Regions from separate parts of the Mus musculus genome. Here regions 2, 3, 4 and 5 are each linked to region 1. The links are chromatin contacts, called in public Hi-C, HiCAR-type and promoter capture Hi-C maps. All regions are on one chromosome and are shown on one strand. Each heading gives the region's core, a stretch centred on a gene start, on an enhancer-like site or on the middle of the called end of the contact. The rest is flanking DNA. Distances are from core to core; before and after follow the strand shown.

Region 1 (3,733 bases), core at 977-3,476:
AAATCTGCACAGTGTGATGAGGCACTCTCGGTACACAGTGATTAAATGATAAATAACATTTTTAAAGAGAAAAAATTCTCACATGTTGAAAATCTATCCATCAGCTGCTAAGACATCACTAGTCTCCAGTTCTAAATACATGTGTTTAATCATGTAACTGGTAAAGTTCAATTAACAAATAACATGCCTCCTCAAGCAAGGCTCTCCGTGAAGCGACAAGCACCGTGTAGAAATCAATACTCCCTCCAACTTGCTGCATATAATGAGTTACATCAAGCATGGTTCCAATACTAACAGCATTGTATGGCAGAGACACTCGGTAACGCGGAAACCAGAAAATTAAATTAAGTCGTCGGAATTCATTGCATAGAGCTGGTGCCTTCTGCACACCACCCCACACACGGTCTTTCCTTTGCCTGCTACCATTTCATAGTCTCTGCCTACGAGGAGGATACACTCAAGCTCCAGACTCCGAGGTCTAACTCCTAAAGGGGAGGGGGAAAGAAAAGCTAAGGGACGATTTGCTCCGGAAAACATCATGGTGAGTGTATTTCCAGGAAATCGAGCAGTCTCAACAATGAAACTATCAAGTACAAAGTAAGTTCTGTCTTCCCATCCTGCTGGTTCAGCCAGGAGCGCGGCTGTCGCGTTTCCCGTCACCCTCTGGCCACTCTGTGTTTCCACAAACACTGGGAACCAAGGCAGCAGCGGATGCGCCCTCCAACCTTGCTGGGCTGGGTGGGTTAACCAGAAAAGTTGTAAAGCCTTGTGGGAGGCAGAGGCTTAAACCTGGGAGCCCGCTCCCCAGCGTCCACCTGGTGAAACTTCAGAGCCGGCAGATACATAGAAGCCAGCGACCTACAGGCAGGATATCAAAACTGGACGGGAACAGAGACCACCAGTCTGAAAGACCCGGAATCCTGGGACTTATCTGAGCGGTTTTACTTAGAACTCAAAGGGATAGCCTGGAATATCGCATCACGTCTCACTCCTGGGTTGTCCAGGAGAACAGCGAACGTTCCCAGCCCAGGTCACCCAGGCGGACTCAGGGTGGTGTGGAGCCAGATTTGAGCTTTGTGGTGGCTTCGCCCCATAAATAGGGTAAGCCTTCCGGGAATGGGAGCCCAGAACTCGCTGCCCAGGACAGCTCTGAATCTACCCTTAGAGCTACATTTACAAACGTCGTACGGACTCTGCCAATGTATACATACAACGTGCTCCACGCTGTGTGCTCTGTAATCTATCCAGGAGCAACTCTGAACCCTCAGCAGAGGAGGAAGGAGCCTCCAGGAGGCACCGGGAAGTAGCTGGACAATAGTCAGAGGCGGTTATACCCGGGACAAAAAGCACCTGGCAGAACACACCGAGATCGGTCCCTATGTGTCTCCACAATTCTCACAAAGACTTCCCGGGGAAATTTTGAACAGTCTGGCGACAGAGAGCCACTAGCCAGCTCAGCGAGCCATAAAATCGTGGTCCCGGGAGCCCTAAGTACTTTTTCTTCCTCACTTCCCTAACTAATGCTGTGGACTGCTCCCGACTCCCAGGCAAAAAGAACACCCAGGAAAAGCAAGGTCGCCACACACTCCATCCAGCACACCCTGGGCTGTCTGCGCGCCGGACTAGCCTCAGAAACAATGGGTCGAGAACGTAAAAGTTACCTGCGCACGGGGGCGCACAGCTCTTGGCCCTGCGTCCCGCCTGACACAAACTCCCAGGACAGACCTAGCTCCAACCTGCACCACCACCACCCCCGCCACCTTAAGCGGACGCCCCCTGGATCCCCGAACCCAGCACCAGCAATCAGTCAGTCCTTCCTGCCTGAGTCCAAGACTGTGGACAGACACAGACCACCCCCAACCTCTCACCTGCTGAGAACTGGCCAAGGGCCGACCCCAGGAGAGGCCACGGGTACAGAAGCCAGAGAGCTACAAAAGCAGGCAACGCAGCGGCCGCCACATCCATGGCGAGTTTGGGAGAAGTTTCAAGCAGCTTTGCAAAGAGCCTCCGGGGGAATCGCGGTGAAATCCGCCAGCCAGCAGCCCGCCCGGCCTCGTCGGGGGGCTCGCGGAGACGCCGCGGCCACCCGCCAGCACTTTCGTCCTTGCGCAACGTCGGCCAACTACCTCGCGGGCGAAAGCGTCTCCAGCGTCGCCCGCCAGCCGCGGCCGCCGCTCTCCATGCTAGGCAGAGGCTGCTCAGGGTAGTCCAGAGTTAGTTTGCTCTGGGAGGGACGGGGGCGGAGCCTGGGGTGACGTCGCCCCGCGGGCTCCGGCAGCTTCGGAGGAATGCGGGCTCCGGTGCGCGCCGCCGCCACTGCCGCCTCCTGCTAGGGAGACGCGCGCCAGCCGGGCCGCGCGCCCCGCGCCCTGCGCCCCGCGCCGCCTTTGTTCGCCACCTGGGCTCGGTGGCCGCGCGGCTCTCTGGCGGCGAGCGGGAAAGGGGGACCTGGCGCAGCTCCCTGCCGGATCCCTGAGATTCAACTCTGAGAGGCAGAACTGTGGGCGGACGACGGAGGAGGCGCCCGAGGAGAGGTGTCCTGGGGTTCTGTCCCCAAGGTGGCGGTCCCACCAGAGCGGCTGGTGGTAGGAAGAAAAGGGAGCGTAGATGTGACCTTTAAAACGCCGACCTGCACTGAAATTTCACTCTTCCTTATTGATAGGATAAGGAATAAGGCTCCCTACCCCATTGAAAACTTACTCTCGTTTGTTCACGAAATAAATAAAACTTGGACCAAAATAAAATGTTGGGTAAGTTTCCAGTGTGAACAGCTGGCGTGCCTCGTTTCTGGTTTATTTGTCATTGGGAAGCTCCCAGCCGCTCAGCCTTCGCATAGCCTGGTGGAGTAGAGCAAGACTTGGTTTTGTTTTGATTTTTACTGTCTTGTAGCTATATAAGAAATAAGTATTTAATAAAAGGAGTTTATCCCAACAATGAGCACAGCATGGTTGCTCCGAAGGAACCCAATGCTGTGTGCTGTGTTACAGGCAGGAAGTCAGTTTTGCTACCTTAGCAGCTTGGTGTGATTTCTCCAAATGCCACCTTCACTTGCTTCTGTAGCAACGCTGTATAGTTGCTTACTTTTACTCATGTCTGCAAATTATGACACATGTAAGTATGACCAAAACTGAATAAGCCTAACTTTTTTTTTGAATTTTGATGCTATATATGCAACTGCTAATAATAGCCTTGATTGGCACCTGTCAGTCACTCAAAATGTCTTTAGCCTTTTAAAATCAAAATGAAGTGAAATTCAATTTAATACAGCATTCTCATCATTAACCGAGCCACATATTTCTGTAATTAATACATGCTGTTATGACTAGGTTTGGAATAGATGCAAGTGACTGTATACTACACACACACACATCTATGCACATATATTATACATATTGATGAAGAAGGGAGAAAATGGGTTTCTTTTTTATTTGCTGAGGATAGAAAGTCCGTTACGCTACAGCCTTGATGACTGCTCATTAGTACCTGTAACAAGCCCAACACTTGTCAATTCAGTTCAGCATAGTTCAGTCATCTCCCTCTGGGTACAATGTCAATGTTCCTTAGCTCATTAACCTATAACTTTAAGCACACTCTACCAAGGGTCCTTATTTCGTACACTAAAGAGCTTTATTAGATCACAGGTAACCAAAAACCTATTATTTTCTTTTCTGAAGACTTAGCAAAACTTTCTAAAATTAGCAGTAATTTGCCAGAGTAAAGGCAAAGGAAACTT
Region 2 (3,218 bases), core at 652-3,151, 880 kb after region 1:
TAATGTTGCACCTACAGGGTTGCAGATCTCTTTAGTTCCTTGGATACTTTCTCTAGCTCCTCCATTGGGGGCCCTGTGATCCATCCAATAGTTGACTGTGAGCATCCACTTCTGTGTTTGCTAGGCCCCGGCATAGTCTCACAAGAGACAGCTATATCACGGTCCTTGCAACAAACGCTTGCTAGTATATGCAATGGTGTCATCGTTTGGAGGCTAATTATGGGACGGATCCCTGGATATGCCAGTCTCTAGATGGTCCATCCTTTTGTATCAGCTCCAAACTTTGTCTCTGTAACTCCTTCCATGGGTGATTGTTTCCAATTCTAAGAAGGGGCAAAGTGTCCATACTTTGGTCTTCGTTCTTCTTCAGTTTCATGTGTTTTGCAAATTGTACCTTATATCTCGCTATCCTAAGTTTCTGGGCTAAAAATCAGCTGGCCTTCACACCTCCTGGTACCACTGCATTGTTTTAATAGTGTAGCTTACAGATTTTCTCACCTTTATGAAAATAGAATAATATTCTATATTTTGTTTTGTCTTACCTTGAGGAGAATGTGATTTGTCTTCTGTCCTTTAGTCTTACGCTTTTTGTAGTTTATCCATCCTATTGCATATACCCAAAGTTTGTTCAATTTAGTTGCTTAGTAATAACAATACATTATATATTCTACTGGATCCTGTTAATTTGTTTATACTGATAGGCAGTTTGGAGCATCCATTAGTAACTTTGCTATGAACATTAGTGTGGGAGTTAGCAGTATATTCATAAAACCTAAATTCTAATTTCTCTTAAGAATACCCCATATCTTTGCCAACACAGCCAATTCTATTTTAATATTAATTATTTAGTTTGTTATGTATCTCTGCTTTTCTCTTTTGCAATTCTTTATGCATAACAATGGTAGGCATTGGGTTGCTTATTTAATCAACTGTTTGCCATTTACATGCATTCTGTTAAGAAGTTGTTAAATCTGTCGCTCACTTTCCTTCTGAGAATGTGTTCCATGAAAATTAATTATAAAAGCTTTGTGTATTGTAAATATATGTTTTTTTAACACACACACACAACATGCACACACATAAACCGAGAATATAGCTAGCTCTGTACTTAGTATCTTCATCTAATTTTTGTATGTGTGAACAAGTGTATCATTTCTTTTCTAGATCCAGTTTCTTATACTTTTCTTTGGAACAATTTGTTTGCCCAAATCTATAGATTTCCTTTTTTTGGTTGTTGTTGTTTTCTTTGCAAAGATTTATAATTTTATCTTACCTCTTAAATTTAGATCCAACATATTACATTTACTATCAATTTTTATCTAGTGTGAGGAAATTAAATTTACTTTTTTAATGTCTAATTTTTCCAACAGTATTTATTGAAAGGACTCCCTTCCTATCGAATTAGCTTAATTCCTTTTTTAGAGAAACTGGTCTCATGTTCATGGTTTTTGGACTTTTCTATTTCCTTATTTAATTTTCTGAATATTTCAGTGTCTTAATTACTATAGTTTTATAGCAAGGAATGGATCTTATTATAAACCCTCCAGCTGTATTTCTCATTCCCAGCATTTTCTGCGTATTTAGATATAGCTTATTGTAGGTTTTGTTGTATTGTTTTTAAAGAGTGTTGGGATTTACCCAGCATTGTTTATTCACTGACCATTTCGACCTTTATGAGTCTCGCTTATGTATTTTCTTGTGGAAGGTGCTACAAAACCTTAAGCCTAGGGCGAATCAGCCTCCCTCCAACGCTCTGATAAGCCAAAGCCTTGTTGAGTTTCTTCCAAGTTCTAGTCAGAGTGATTAAACCGTTTAAGTTTTCTGTGAGGTCTAAAGTGTTTCCTCCTACATGTCTTCAGTGATTCGCTTTCCCAGCATGATGTCATTTCTTTCCTGTGCACATCCCCTATCAACCCCAGCTTCACATATTCTTCTGCACAGCTCTAGAGTTCTCAATGTAGAATTCCCATTCTCAGCACATTATGCTTGCTCCTGCAAATGTTAGCTTCTTTGGATTTTCAAAACCAGTGCCATTTGTACAGACAGTTAGACTGTCTGCTGGGCCTTTGCTTGGTCAGCTTTCTCTCTAGTGGTACAGCCTAGAAGCTGCAGCTACTCCCAGCCTTGTTTCTTCTCTTTTCTCAGAAATAACAGTTCGTTGCTTTATTATTCAGTGCCTAAATGCAGTTTTCTTGTGTTTTAATGTTAGGGTTTAATGACTTAAACACAGAACTAGTTTCTAAAAATAAGTAGGTAAGTTGATGTGTGTGTGTGTGTGTGTGTGTGTGTGTGTGTGCGCTTTATTAAGGTCCAACTGCTCATACGCTGTTCATGCTCTGGCGGCTGGCCCACAACAAAAGCATATTATCAGCACAAATTAGAGCTGATTGGTTATTTAAAAAATTAAAAACTAAAAAGAAAATACACCATAAAGAGTAGGTCTGGGAAGAGTTAGCAGACAGAGGATTAAGACTGAATACGATAAAAATATAATTTTTTTTTCAAAATTCTCAAAGAATTTGTAAAAATTTAGCATTAACTAGCCTAGAATACCCTGACCTCAAAAAGAATTAAAGTACTGCTAAGTGTTTCATTAAGTTAAGACATCTGGCTTCAATATGTGACTGGGAATCACAAACAGTAGACAGGACGCTCATTTCCTTACTTCTCGTGGTATTATTTCGTTTGAAATTCTATAGTGCTGCATTTTGAAAAATGAAAGATTTTGTTGAGTGTGAACAGCAGGCTAAGTTTCTAAGTGACTTTTTTTAAGTCAAACCCAAGTATCTACTCTGTTACTTGTAATTATTTTAAAAAATAAAAACTCATGGGAATGCACATGAGTTTGCTCTCCACACTTATAGTAAAATTCTTGAAATTAAAGCGTATTCTTTATAGGCAGTGTATAAATCAAGCAGAGATATGCCTGCATGTCTATAAAAGTTATTTGGGGGTATTCTTTAGTGAATAAACACTGAATAAACATTATATTGATTGAAGGCGCATTTGAATCTTATTATGTTGAACTATTGCTTTAAAAAAAATCTAAATTTCTGAGTAAGTGCACATTTTTCTATTAGGAGGATTTATAAAAACCCATGTAGCTATTAGAAATTATTTATGAGCATACATTCAACTTGGGTGACTATTATGTAAAAAAAAAAAACAATTAATTTGAGAATTAGAGACTCTTGTTCTTTTTGCCATGGAGAACTGCT
Region 3 (3,505 bases), core at 174-2,673, 520 kb before region 1:
GTGGACCACACTTTAATCCCAGCAACCAGACAAGGTGTGTCTCTGAGTTCAAGGCCAGCATGGTCTACAGAGTGAGTTCTAGAACAGCCAGAGCTACACAGAGAAACCCTGTCTTGGCATGGGGGAGGGGAAGAGTACACGATTGACATAGTAATCGTCTCAGAAAAATAAAAAATCGGAGTTCTCAAGAGGATTTTCTGTTTTACATGTTGTATGTTACACATCCTGAGTCTTTTTATATCACGCAAAAATCTACCATGTGGATTATCTGGATTACTTGTTAGATTATTTCAATATCTTTCTGTTTTGTATTGCTGCTGGTGTGTGCCTGTGCTTTCCTCCATATTCCAAATGATCTCTTTAGATAAAAGTGAGGGAGAAAGAGAGAGAGAAAGAGAGAGACAGAGAGACAGATAGGTAGAGACAGTGAAAGACAGAGACAGAGAGAGATGAGAAGAACCCCCTGTATGCTACCTTTTGCAATGGTATCAGAGTACCATTTCAACCAATTTAAAAGGAATATTTAAGAATTAAAAAGAAATAACCCTTCAAGCTCACTTATGCCTAAATAGATTCCTGACACCTCTTCTTAATTAAGACAACTTGATTGACAATGTTGTTGATCAAGTTGATAATGCAACATTTGAGTTAAAATAACACTTCTTTTGAGTGTAGTCACTTAAAATCCACTATCAAGAAGTTTAAAAAGACCAGAGACTGTTATAAATGATGACTTATATTATATAATTCATTGGACAGTTCCCAGCCCAGTCCAAGCAGGTAAAATCTAGGCAGGCTGAACTAGTGCAGAACTTAAAGTAAATATTAAAATATCCAGAATCTCTGACAACCAACGTAAATATGCTCTACATTAGCTTCCTGGGAGAAGTCCCACCAAAGATAAAAAAAAAAAAATGCTTGCAGCCAGTCAGTGCCTCTCAATTTTGTTTAAATCTACATTTCCATATCAAACTCAGCCCAAACCATAGTAAACTTTATTAATCATTGATGTTGATTAAGCAGTGCATTCTGTCAACTCTGTCAAGATTTGTGGGACATAAATAAAAAAGGAAAACAGTAACTCATGGGAAGGTTCTAGAACAAATATTCAACTGTAAACTTAGAAGTCAAAAGGTGGTATATCAAAGGCAAATTTGGAGACAGATGTTACTTCTGAAGGCATGTGACTTGAAATGTTTCAGGCAGAGTATATTTCACAGGTTATACATCTTGAAACCAGAGAGTGATAACTATCTACTGTCCAGTCTGTATGTAAAAATTCTCAAATCAATACTCTCTGTCCTTCTCAACTGCCTGCATTCCAGAGAAGGTGACGTTATCTGGTCCCAGTTGGAGTCTCCTAAGAGCACTCTTTGAGAAAGGGAGAAGTTAGCTGCCACTAGCCAGAGTGAAACAGCATAAACCGAAGTCTTTAGATGTTTGTCTCAGGAAACAATGCACTTCCTGTGTGAACAACCCCAAGCAGGAAGTGGTAAAAACACCAAGAGCTTACTAAATTTCTCTCTCTCTCTCTCTCTCTCTCTCTCTCTCTCTCTCCCTCTTTCCCTCTCCCTCACTCTCTTTCCCTCTCCCCCCCCCCCCCCGCTTCCTCCTCTCTCCCTCCCACAGCCCCACACCTCCGTTGCTCCCATCATCTTGATAAAGTAGGGCAAGCAACAGTGATGCCCTGGCTTTTCTCCCTTTCTTTTCTATGATTGCTGCAGCTGCTCTTCCTTCCCAGTCTCTTTGTACTTATGTGTAACCCCCAAGTCAAGCATGTTACAGAGGCAGTAACTTTCTTACTTGGTACACAGCTCCATTTAGATGAAGCCTTGCTCACATATCCCCATTTGTCCTTATTTTAGAGGCTTTGTGAGCTTAGAAGAACTTTTGTCACATTATATGCACTGTACTGTAAGGCTGATAAAAGCTTTTCAGCTGACAGCAAGGACAGACTGACAATTTACATTCGGATTAGATGGGGAAGGATTATGGATAATAGCTGCTATAAACTTCAGTTGCTCTTTCAAAAACACTGGGCGTCAGGTCTGTTTATATAGGTCAGTGGTAGAATGCCTGGCCTAGCATGCTTGAGATCCTGGGTTCCATACCTAACAACACCCACACACGCACACACACACACACCAAAATAAGTCAATTAAAACAAAGTAAGTGAACAAACAGAAAATAGGTGTCTAAGATTCTGAGGTGACCTATGAGTATATCTGCGACTTAACTCAATATGCCTCAACAAGCAAAAAAGTGACTACACTTTAGTGAGATTTATTTTCCTAGAACTATTTACTGCACAGCACAAATTCACTGATAATAAGGAGGACAAATTTCACTTCTCAAATCGCATGAGACCATTTTCTTCACCCAACAGGTTATGTGATGGGGAATGCATTTATACAGGCAAAGCCAGACTAGCTACACTCTACCTATTAGTCACAACGTCCCAGCAAGTTTCATGTGCACATCTGACTGATTTCCTCTATGTGCGTGAAGACCCACAAGTCAGTAGGTATATGACTGAGTAGTCACTGAGACCCTCGAAAGATTCTGTGGCTCACCGGGGCTTCCACCATGTTTGGCTTGCTGTTCCTCAGCGTCTTTACTGCATGGAAAACATCCACCACATTTTGCCGCTTCACCATCTCCACAACAATGCCTATGGCACAGAACATGCCACTGCGCCCACCGCCATTCCTGAAAGCAAAGACATGCTTAGTACCTTTGGGGGAATCACGTGTCACACCATCACACTCTCCTGGGAAAGGACACTTATCTTTAAAAATTCTCCCATTTCTTTGGATTCTCCTCTACATTTGTGTGTGAAGGGAAGAGGGGAGGATACTAGAGGATGAAGTTCTCTCAGGAGCTTATGAGCAGGAATATGTGACAGGCATAATTTGTTGTAATGTAGAGATGTTGAGATCCTAACCATTTGCCTGAAACAGAAGTTGTCCAGACAGGTACTTGAAAGAGTTAAACCATAAAACAACTGCATAATTTTTATTGTGTGGATATGTTTTCCTCCATGTTGTCTGTATACCCAGCGCATGCACTGCCCACAGAGGTCAGATGTGAGCATCAGATCTCCTGGAACTAGAGTCAAGAGAGGGTTGTGAGTCACCAGTTAGGTCCTGGGTATCAAACTCAGATCCTCTAGGAAAGTAGGCACTGCTCCTAACTACTGAGTCATCTCTTATTAGATTTAATAGTCAGAAAACAAAACTAAAATTAATAGTAAAATATTCATTTCTGAGACTAGAGTTCTATTTTGAAATACGAGCTATGGTAGTTTTGTCTGCCAGGATTTGAGGAACATCTTTTAAACACACACAAAGCAAAGGCTAGCCAGGAAATGAGTTCTGAGGCTCCCTGCATGGCAAGGCCACGATGCCCTGCCCTGCCCTGTCCTACTCACAAGCAGTGGATGATTGTCCGGCCTTCCCCTTCTTCACATTCCTCTTGCCATTTTTCCACCTGCAGTATCAATTTC
Region 4 (3,383 bases), core at 459-2,958, 580 kb before region 1:
TTCTAAAAGTCTGGTGGTAAAACATTGACATCCATCTTGTAATACATCATAATAGGTTTCAAAGAAATACCTGTCTTTTATTTACATTAGCACTATCCAGCTTATGGCTGACTCAACATTAACAAATTCACTCTCTAACTAATTCCCTATTACAGGGTCCATTGTGGTTTGGGGGATTATGCATGGCAAGGTTTCTTTGGAGGCCATGGCCATTAATCACCTTCCATCACTACAAATGTCTGCTATAATTAAGTTAGAAGAAGAAGGGTCATTGTCCTAAGGTTTCAGGAGAAGACTGGGTAGCCCCACTGTCATGGTTCTTTGATGGGGTGTCATAGCAATGGTGGGGAAATGTATGGCAGAGAAAACTGTCCACCCAATCAGCCAGGAAGTGAGAAAAAAGAGGATGGGGCTGAGGTTCATAATCCCTTTGAAAACCATGGCTACAATAACCTAGAACCCACCTCCAATGGTACCCAACTTCTCCTGACAGTGATACTGCATCTAGGAGACCAACCTTTAACATTATATATGCATCCAAAACAGCATTAGCATGCTTATTTAATTACCTTCTTAGATATATCCCCACCCCATTGTAGATTTGCATTGTCTTTATCTAGAAAGCACAGGTTTTCTGCCATGATGATAGTGGACTATGCTTCTGAACAGAACTGAGTCAGCCCCAATTAAATGTTTTCTTTTGTAACAGTTGCCATGCTCATGGTTCCTCTTTACAGCAATAGAATACTCACTAAGGAAGAGGCAGAGGCATGTGAATCTCTGTAAGTTCAAGGCTAGCATGATTTACTTAGTGACTTTCAGAGTATCTAGAGCAACATAGTAAGACCCTGTCCCAAAACAACAACAACAACAACAACAACAACAACAACAACAACAACAATCACACAGCTGGGAATCAGGGGAAAAGAACAGCCACAATTGAAAACCCTCTGAAAGTTGATTTGCTTGTCTTCTCTTCATGTTATCACAGTGTGTCCATGTTCATTGACCTCCTTTGTAAAGTAAGTAAAATGAAATCCAAATATTTGACTCTGGTTTTGAGTAATTTCCATCCCATTTTACTATCTGCCTTGAGAGTAACTACAATCAGTCATGCAAATCTAACCCCTTCCACATTCTACTAAATGGTAAAAATTACACTCAATGAATCAGTATTAAATGAGATAGAAGAATATTATATGAAGTCCATGTTAGTATCATTTTCCTGCCCTCTGTTCACCTACCCAGACACAGTAATACAACTGGAAACATTGATCTTGAAGTCATGTAGTCCCAGCTCTGCCTATCACCACTAGATAGACTCCAAGCAATAAATTGATATTCTTTGACTCAGTTTTATCATCTTTTGAGAAAGATATTATATGGGGCATGTGACTCTCCTTGACTGTTGCAGAATTTAAGCAGGTAAGGTATCTAAATGATATCCATGGTGTCCTCATACTAGGGAAATCTCTTGGTGAGTTGGATTAATGGAATTCCAATTTCCACATCATTTTTTCAAAAACAGTTCTGCTGCACTGGCTCCAACTCTAAACACAACACTTAATTTTTGAGGCAATTCAAAGCATGATACTAATATCACAAAAAACAAACATCCAATGTTTTTGTGGAGGAGTCAGTGACATTTCATCTGTGTCCTAATCTGAGTGTCAAAGTCTGATTCACCAAAGAGAACCGCCAATATTTCTGGGCAACTGTCAACCTCCCCTTTCCTAACTTATGCAAATGCCTCACAGCAGCTGCTGAGCAAGCCTGTAGCATTTACCAAAACCAAGCTCCCCTCCTCCCTCCCCACCCCTCCCCATCAAAAAACAAATTTCTCTCTTCCTGGCATGCTGAATAAGAGATATGCATGAATTAAACATTTCTTGAGACACTTTACTGAAGTCTCAGGTAACAGGACGTGTTTGGGGATTTAGTTGGCATACTTCAAGAGTACATGAGACAGCAGGAGACACTTGGGGAGTGATCCTGAGATTTTCTTTCCCTTTCTTATCCACACCCACCTCTGTTACTTTAACACTGTAATTTATTTTTAAAGAGGCATCATTATGAAATTTAAAATAAATGTTTACACCCTGATAAGCACTATTAGAAGAAAGGGTACTGAATTCATTTAAATGTATTTGCAAAAGATTGCTTTTCCCAAGGGAGTATACGGATCCTATATCTTTAATTATTCTTGACGTTTTGCCTATCAACTGACAATTTCATACAGAATGGAAGTCAAACAGCCTGGCTCTCCTGACAGCAAAGAGTTATAATAACACCAGAATGAAACCAGGATTTTCACTTAGCTTATCTGTCCTAGTGTCTGAGTTACTCAGCCTCAGAAATGTAATATAGCCACATGCTAGAGAACATGGTTGCTCAGAATATATTAAACCAAAAGGTGAGTTCAATGTCAATTTTCCCCAGTTTTTAAAGAGTAGAATGTTCGTTTTTAAGTAGCCGTTACGATGGGTTCTGCAGAAGTAGAATTAACACCACCACTACCACCACCAACAACAACAATAACAACAATGTTTTCCCATGGAATCACTGCATTACCTGTAACTCTTTTAGAGCTGTTCTCTCTCTGCAGGAGTAAGACTGCTCTCTGTTCATCAGGGTGATCAGTCTTTATACTAAGAAAGAGCCACGTGCTTTAAACATTCTGCTCCTCCTAATGCGTGAACCTGTGCTTGCACATGTCACTGTGGAAATAGGCTGTGATGAGTCCCACTTGGGTTTTTCATGCACAGGGATGGCTGTGTTTCACAATGCTGTCATGGCTGCATCTCAGGGTTTTTTCCCAACCCTTGATCTCTGCAACAAGTGTTGTCCAACTCTGCTGATAGGTTACCAGCCCCACACCTCTCTTCTTTTTTTGCACTGGTCCCCTTTGGGGACACTGGTTTCTTTCTTAACACTTATCATGGTTCAAGTCTTCCCAGCAACTGGTTTTGCCCAAAACATACTGTTTGAGAGTTACAATGGTTCTGTATTTTGGTTTTGTGATGATGAAAAATGCCAAATCTTATGTTAGACATATTTATCACTGTAGTAGCTTTTATTCCTTGGTGCCACAAAGACTCTCGTCCCAGAAGGGCCTAGCCTTGTCTTTCTGATTGTGCCACTTTCATATCTTTACATGCCAAAGACACACGCTTTCTGAGCTAATTAAAAATATGCAAAATCAAATTGACCATTATGCTCTCTCCTTTCTCCTTCAAGAGGCAAAACAGAATGACCTTGACCTTGAATTTTTGTGGGTTTATGATGATCTCAAAACCTATCAAATGTAGCAGATACCAGGCTTGTCAAATTGTGAAGCCCAGTGATATAGGCAAGCAGTCTTCTTTCTTCCTTTTTAAAATAGT
Region 5 (3,250 bases), core at 441-2,940, 900 kb after region 1:
ATGTTCAAAAATAGGGTGTGCAGAACTACTAGAGTATCTTACTGTGCCTTTTACATGCACCTATCATGAACATCTTTAAATACATTGATTGTATATACTGATAGAGTTATGTGTTGCATCTTCCAGGTAACAAGCAGAACCCTGAACCACTATTTGCTTTTGAACCATCTGGACTCTCTGCTCTCTCACCCTTGGTATTTCAGAATCCCCTGTCATTGCTGATCCCCTAAAGTTGAATCACTTTATGGCTCTGGGCATCCATTTCTCCCATCTTCTTCCTCTAGTCTTCTGAAATCCTTCCACTGAACCCTGTAGAACTCACTGTAAAGCATCAATAAAATCCCATGTGTAGAATTCTCCTCTTCCCCTAATTTCTCTTCACGGCATCCTGTCTCTCTTCTCACATGCTGTCAGCCCTGTGGCCCTCCTAAGTAGTAGTCATTGCTTTCTCCTATTTTTCACATTCCTGACCCTGAAGAGAGGGTGGGTGTTCCTGTCCCGCACTGCCAGTCTCAGCCTTCCACACTTTTTCCTCTATAGCACCAGACAGCTTTAGATCATTCCCACCTCTGTCTCTGCTTGTTTAGTTAACCACTCACCCTGCCCCCCAGCAGACCCCTGACTCCATAATGGTTTTCTATTGTGTCATTTCCTTTATCTAACAAAAGTGCTGATGGAATCCTTCTTGATCTTAATATTCATAAAAGTCAATGCTCCATTCTTTGCCTTCTCAGTTTTTTTCTGCCTTTGCTTCTCCATTTTGAATATCTTCTGGTTTGAGCCTCTGTCTGTTTCTTTCCTGTTCAGCCCTTAGCATCTCAACATCTTAATCTCATCATCAAGACTTACACTACATTTCTCACGCCCTCATTTTGAAAAGCAGATGACTTCATGAGCTTTCATATCACTCTTCATCCTCCATCCACCTTGGTTTTCTTTTTCTTCTTCTCTTTCTCTTTGTTTTTTGAGACAGTGCCATGGCACTTGCCAAGTCACCCATGGTGGCAGGCCAGAGAGTGCTGTCCCACAGTGCTAGGATTACAATGACACAACACATTTCTAGCCTCTTATATGAGTCCTGGAACTCAAACCCAGATCCTCATGGGTGTGTGTGTTTTTCTGACTTAGACATTTCCTCAGCCCTCGGTGTCACTTTCTATGAAACCATTGTCAAGCAGAAGAAAGGAAACCATAGCTCACATGACCTCAGCAACGCAACCCTTGATCACTTTTTGTCTCCATTACCTCTTACTCTGACTCTTTCCCTTACATTGGAAGAATTAATCATTCTGGAAAAGACAGACTGTTAGGCTAGAAATACAACTTATAGTGAAGCACTTATGTAGCATGTATTAGGGCCTGTGTTCAGAGTCTAGAGAATGGTTAATGAGAGATTAAGTTTGGGAAGGACAGACCAAGGCTTTACTGTGTATGTCTGATCCTCACACTTTCTGCCATTTCAGGATACTATTCTCTTAATCTCCCATCCCATCTGCACCATTTAAGAGAACAGAAGCCTTTTGGCTCTACCTCCTTCTAACTACCTCTCCCTCCATCATCAAAGAGTTTTCAATACTCGATTTGCAGTTCCTCAGTCTATGTGGACTCCAGTTTAACTTCCAGGACTGTGAGAGAGCCTGTGACTCACTCAGCCCCAGGATTTATCCTTCTTGGCATATCAACAGAATTTGTCACCATGAGTCTCCACATTCTTTTTGAAAGTCTATGTTTGGTTGATTTTCCAGCCACACTACTGTGAATGTTTCAAATCCCTGCCCCCAGCTCCTCCCTTCATCCTCTTTTCTTTTCTCATCCTGGTATCAGTACATTGCATTCCCAAAATTCAATGCCTTTTGTTTCTCTAAATACACGTTTCCATAGTGATCTTATACAGGCACATAACTATAAGCACCTTGACTGTGATTCCACAGTATTTACATGGTTCCTACCACTTAATTTTAATTCTTCTTTAGTAATTCTAAAAGTTTTTGTGGTATGTGAAAGTTATGTGTTTTTCCTTCAAAGATATTATTGAGAAGACACATTTTATTGATTAATATCACTACTTTTTCATAACTAATGATTTCTAAATATGCATTATTATCTTTTTCAATATTAAAATCTGCTTAAGGGTCATATCTTCTGTTCTACTTGGCTTTTTGCTTTTACTATAATGCTTTCTTTCCCTTCCTTTTAGAATGTGTTATATAGTAAATACAGATTTTATCACCCTTAATTCTTTAATTTCCTTAACTAGATTCCATATATTCCTTCCAGTGACATTTTTATTCACTATTTTGAAAGTTATATTTAACTGAGTTTTATATATAACTAGGATTTTGATTGTAATTGAAGTAAACTGTTCTTTAAGGAATTGCTGCATTTATACAGGTCAGTTTTTTTTTTCTTTTACCTGGGAATGTTATTGTCTTCCTCTTCAAACATTTTGTATCTTATGGTTGAACTATTATAAAAGAGAGGTTATATATTTTATACATTAAAATTAAATATATTATACATCTTAATTTCAGTAGTTAAGATTGAAGTATCTGTTAGCAAGTTACTAACTAGTCTTTATCATAAAATTTTTAATATGTGTTTGATATCATACCATTTTTATTTACAACCTATCACTGTTCAGTTATTTATATTTTTATAGTTATAAATTATTGTTTTAAAATATATTTTTAATTTCTTGTCATATACCATATCTGTAATAATTATTTTATAAATTTTATTGATGAGGAGTAACATAAAATGTTAAGTAGATAAATAATCAACAACCTTTCTAATTCATGATTTTAATATTAGAGTCTCATCCTTCTTCAATAAAGCTTGGTAGCAGTAGTTCATTTAAAAAAATCATTCTTAGGCTGAGAGGTGGCTCAAAACTTAAAGAGTTTAAGAGTTTTTGTGCCGCAGACCCTCTGGGCTCCTTTGTCTGCATGGAACTGGTCTCTCGTCGTGGGTGGGCAAAGCATCGGATGAGTGACAAACAGACGCACACAGGAGAGTTTGTGTTGGATCTGAATGTGTTTTGTTAAGTCGAGCATCAGACTTTTTATGCAGAAGACAATAAGGAAGTTGGGTGACATATTCGCAAGGTACAAATGAGGTAACCGGAATCTTACATAAAACAGAGGAATGCAAACACAAAAGGTCTAACCGGAATCACCTGGGATAGAATTCATTGTTAACAACTGGGATCAAAAAGGGCTCCACCTAAGATTCACTTAATCTTAGAAGCCAG

Evidence for each region. Promoter capture Hi-C pulls out the DNA fragments that hold promoters and counts their contacts. Hi-C and Micro-C count contacts between places; a contact is called where the count stands out from the background. HiCAR-type assays count read pairs that join an accessible place to other places.
Region 2: a promoter capture Hi-C map of second pharyngeal arch cranial neural crest shows a contact between it and region 1, with 4 times the contacts expected there. The contact joins the enhancer-like site here to the promoter of Ptprk in region 1. A contact is called at or near these places in 2 of 39 promoter capture datasets (the 3T3-L1 cell line and second pharyngeal arch cranial neural crest) and 2 of 115 datasets of contacts at active chromatin or transcription factors (embryonic forebrain and forebrain).
Region 3: a contact with region 1 is called in a promoter capture Hi-C map of trophoblast stem cells, with 2.5 times the contacts expected there. The contact joins the enhancer-like site here to the promoter of Ptprk in region 1. A contact is called at or near these places in 7 of 39 promoter capture datasets (the 3T3-L1 cell line, 3T3-L1-derived adipocytes, hippocampal neurons and 2 more) and 2 of 115 datasets of contacts at active chromatin or transcription factors (astrocytes and embryonic stem cells).
Region 4: a Hi-C map of liver shows a contact between it and region 1, with 5 times the contacts expected there. The contact joins the enhancer-like site here to the promoter of Ptprk in region 1. A contact is called at or near these places in 1 of 39 promoter capture datasets (liver), 3 of 484 Hi-C or Micro-C datasets (cortical neurons and liver) and 6 of 115 datasets of contacts at active chromatin or transcription factors (all in embryonic stem cells).
Region 5: a contact with region 1 is called in a HiCAR-type map of astrocytes, with 2.6 times the contacts expected there. The contact joins the enhancer-like site here to the promoter of Ptprk in region 1. A contact is called at or near these places in 5 of 39 promoter capture datasets (HPC-7-derived erythroid cells, the SN4741 cell line, cranial neural crest and 2 more) and 3 of 115 datasets of contacts at active chromatin or transcription factors (astrocytes and embryonic stem cells).

The regions. Positions count from the first base shown.
Region 1 is chr10:28,073,313-28,077,045 of GRCm38.p6, reverse strand. Ptprk (protein tyrosine phosphatase, receptor type, K) reads right to left here and starts at 2,226. Exons shown (of 32, transcript NM_008983.2): 1 at 1,869-2,226. The coding sequence starts at 1,965.
Region 2 is chr10:27,193,589-27,196,806 of GRCm38.p6, reverse strand. All of the region lies in intron 22 of Lama2 (laminin, alpha 2), which reads left to right. Among named protein-coding and RNA genes, the nearest start is that of 4930579H20Rik, 190 kb to the left of the region's middle. Within about 2 kb of position 1,901, at least 8 of the 459 cell types and tissues checked have an H3K27ac peak or open chromatin away from gene starts, as enhancers often do. A contact at or near this core is called in second pharyngeal arch cranial neural crest, where this site is marked.
Region 3 is chr10:28,591,974-28,595,478 of GRCm38.p6, reverse strand. It overlaps Ptprk (protein tyrosine phosphatase, receptor type, K), which reads right to left. Exons shown (of 32, transcript NM_008983.2): 30 at 3,431-3,505; 31 at 2,574-2,709. Among named protein-coding and RNA genes, the nearest start is that of Themis, 75 kb to the left of the region's middle. Within about 2 kb of position 1,423, at least 92 of the 459 cell types and tissues checked have an H3K27ac peak or open chromatin away from gene starts, as enhancers often do. A contact at or near this core is called in trophoblast stem cells, where this site is marked.
Region 4 is chr10:28,648,251-28,651,633 of GRCm38.p6, reverse strand. No RefSeq gene overlaps it. Among named protein-coding and RNA genes, the nearest start is that of Themis, 18 kb to the left of the region's middle. Within about 2 kb of position 1,708, at least 6 of the 459 cell types and tissues checked have an H3K27ac peak or open chromatin away from gene starts, as enhancers often do. A contact at or near this core is called in liver, where this site is marked.
Region 5 is chr10:27,172,896-27,176,145 of GRCm38.p6, reverse strand. All of the region lies in intron 29 of Lama2 (laminin, alpha 2), which reads left to right. Among named protein-coding and RNA genes, the nearest start is that of Gm40618, 190 kb to the right of the region's middle. Within about 2 kb of position 1,690, at least 20 of the 459 cell types and tissues checked have an H3K27ac peak or open chromatin away from gene starts, as enhancers often do. A contact at or near this core is called in the SN4741 cell line and astrocytes, where this site is marked.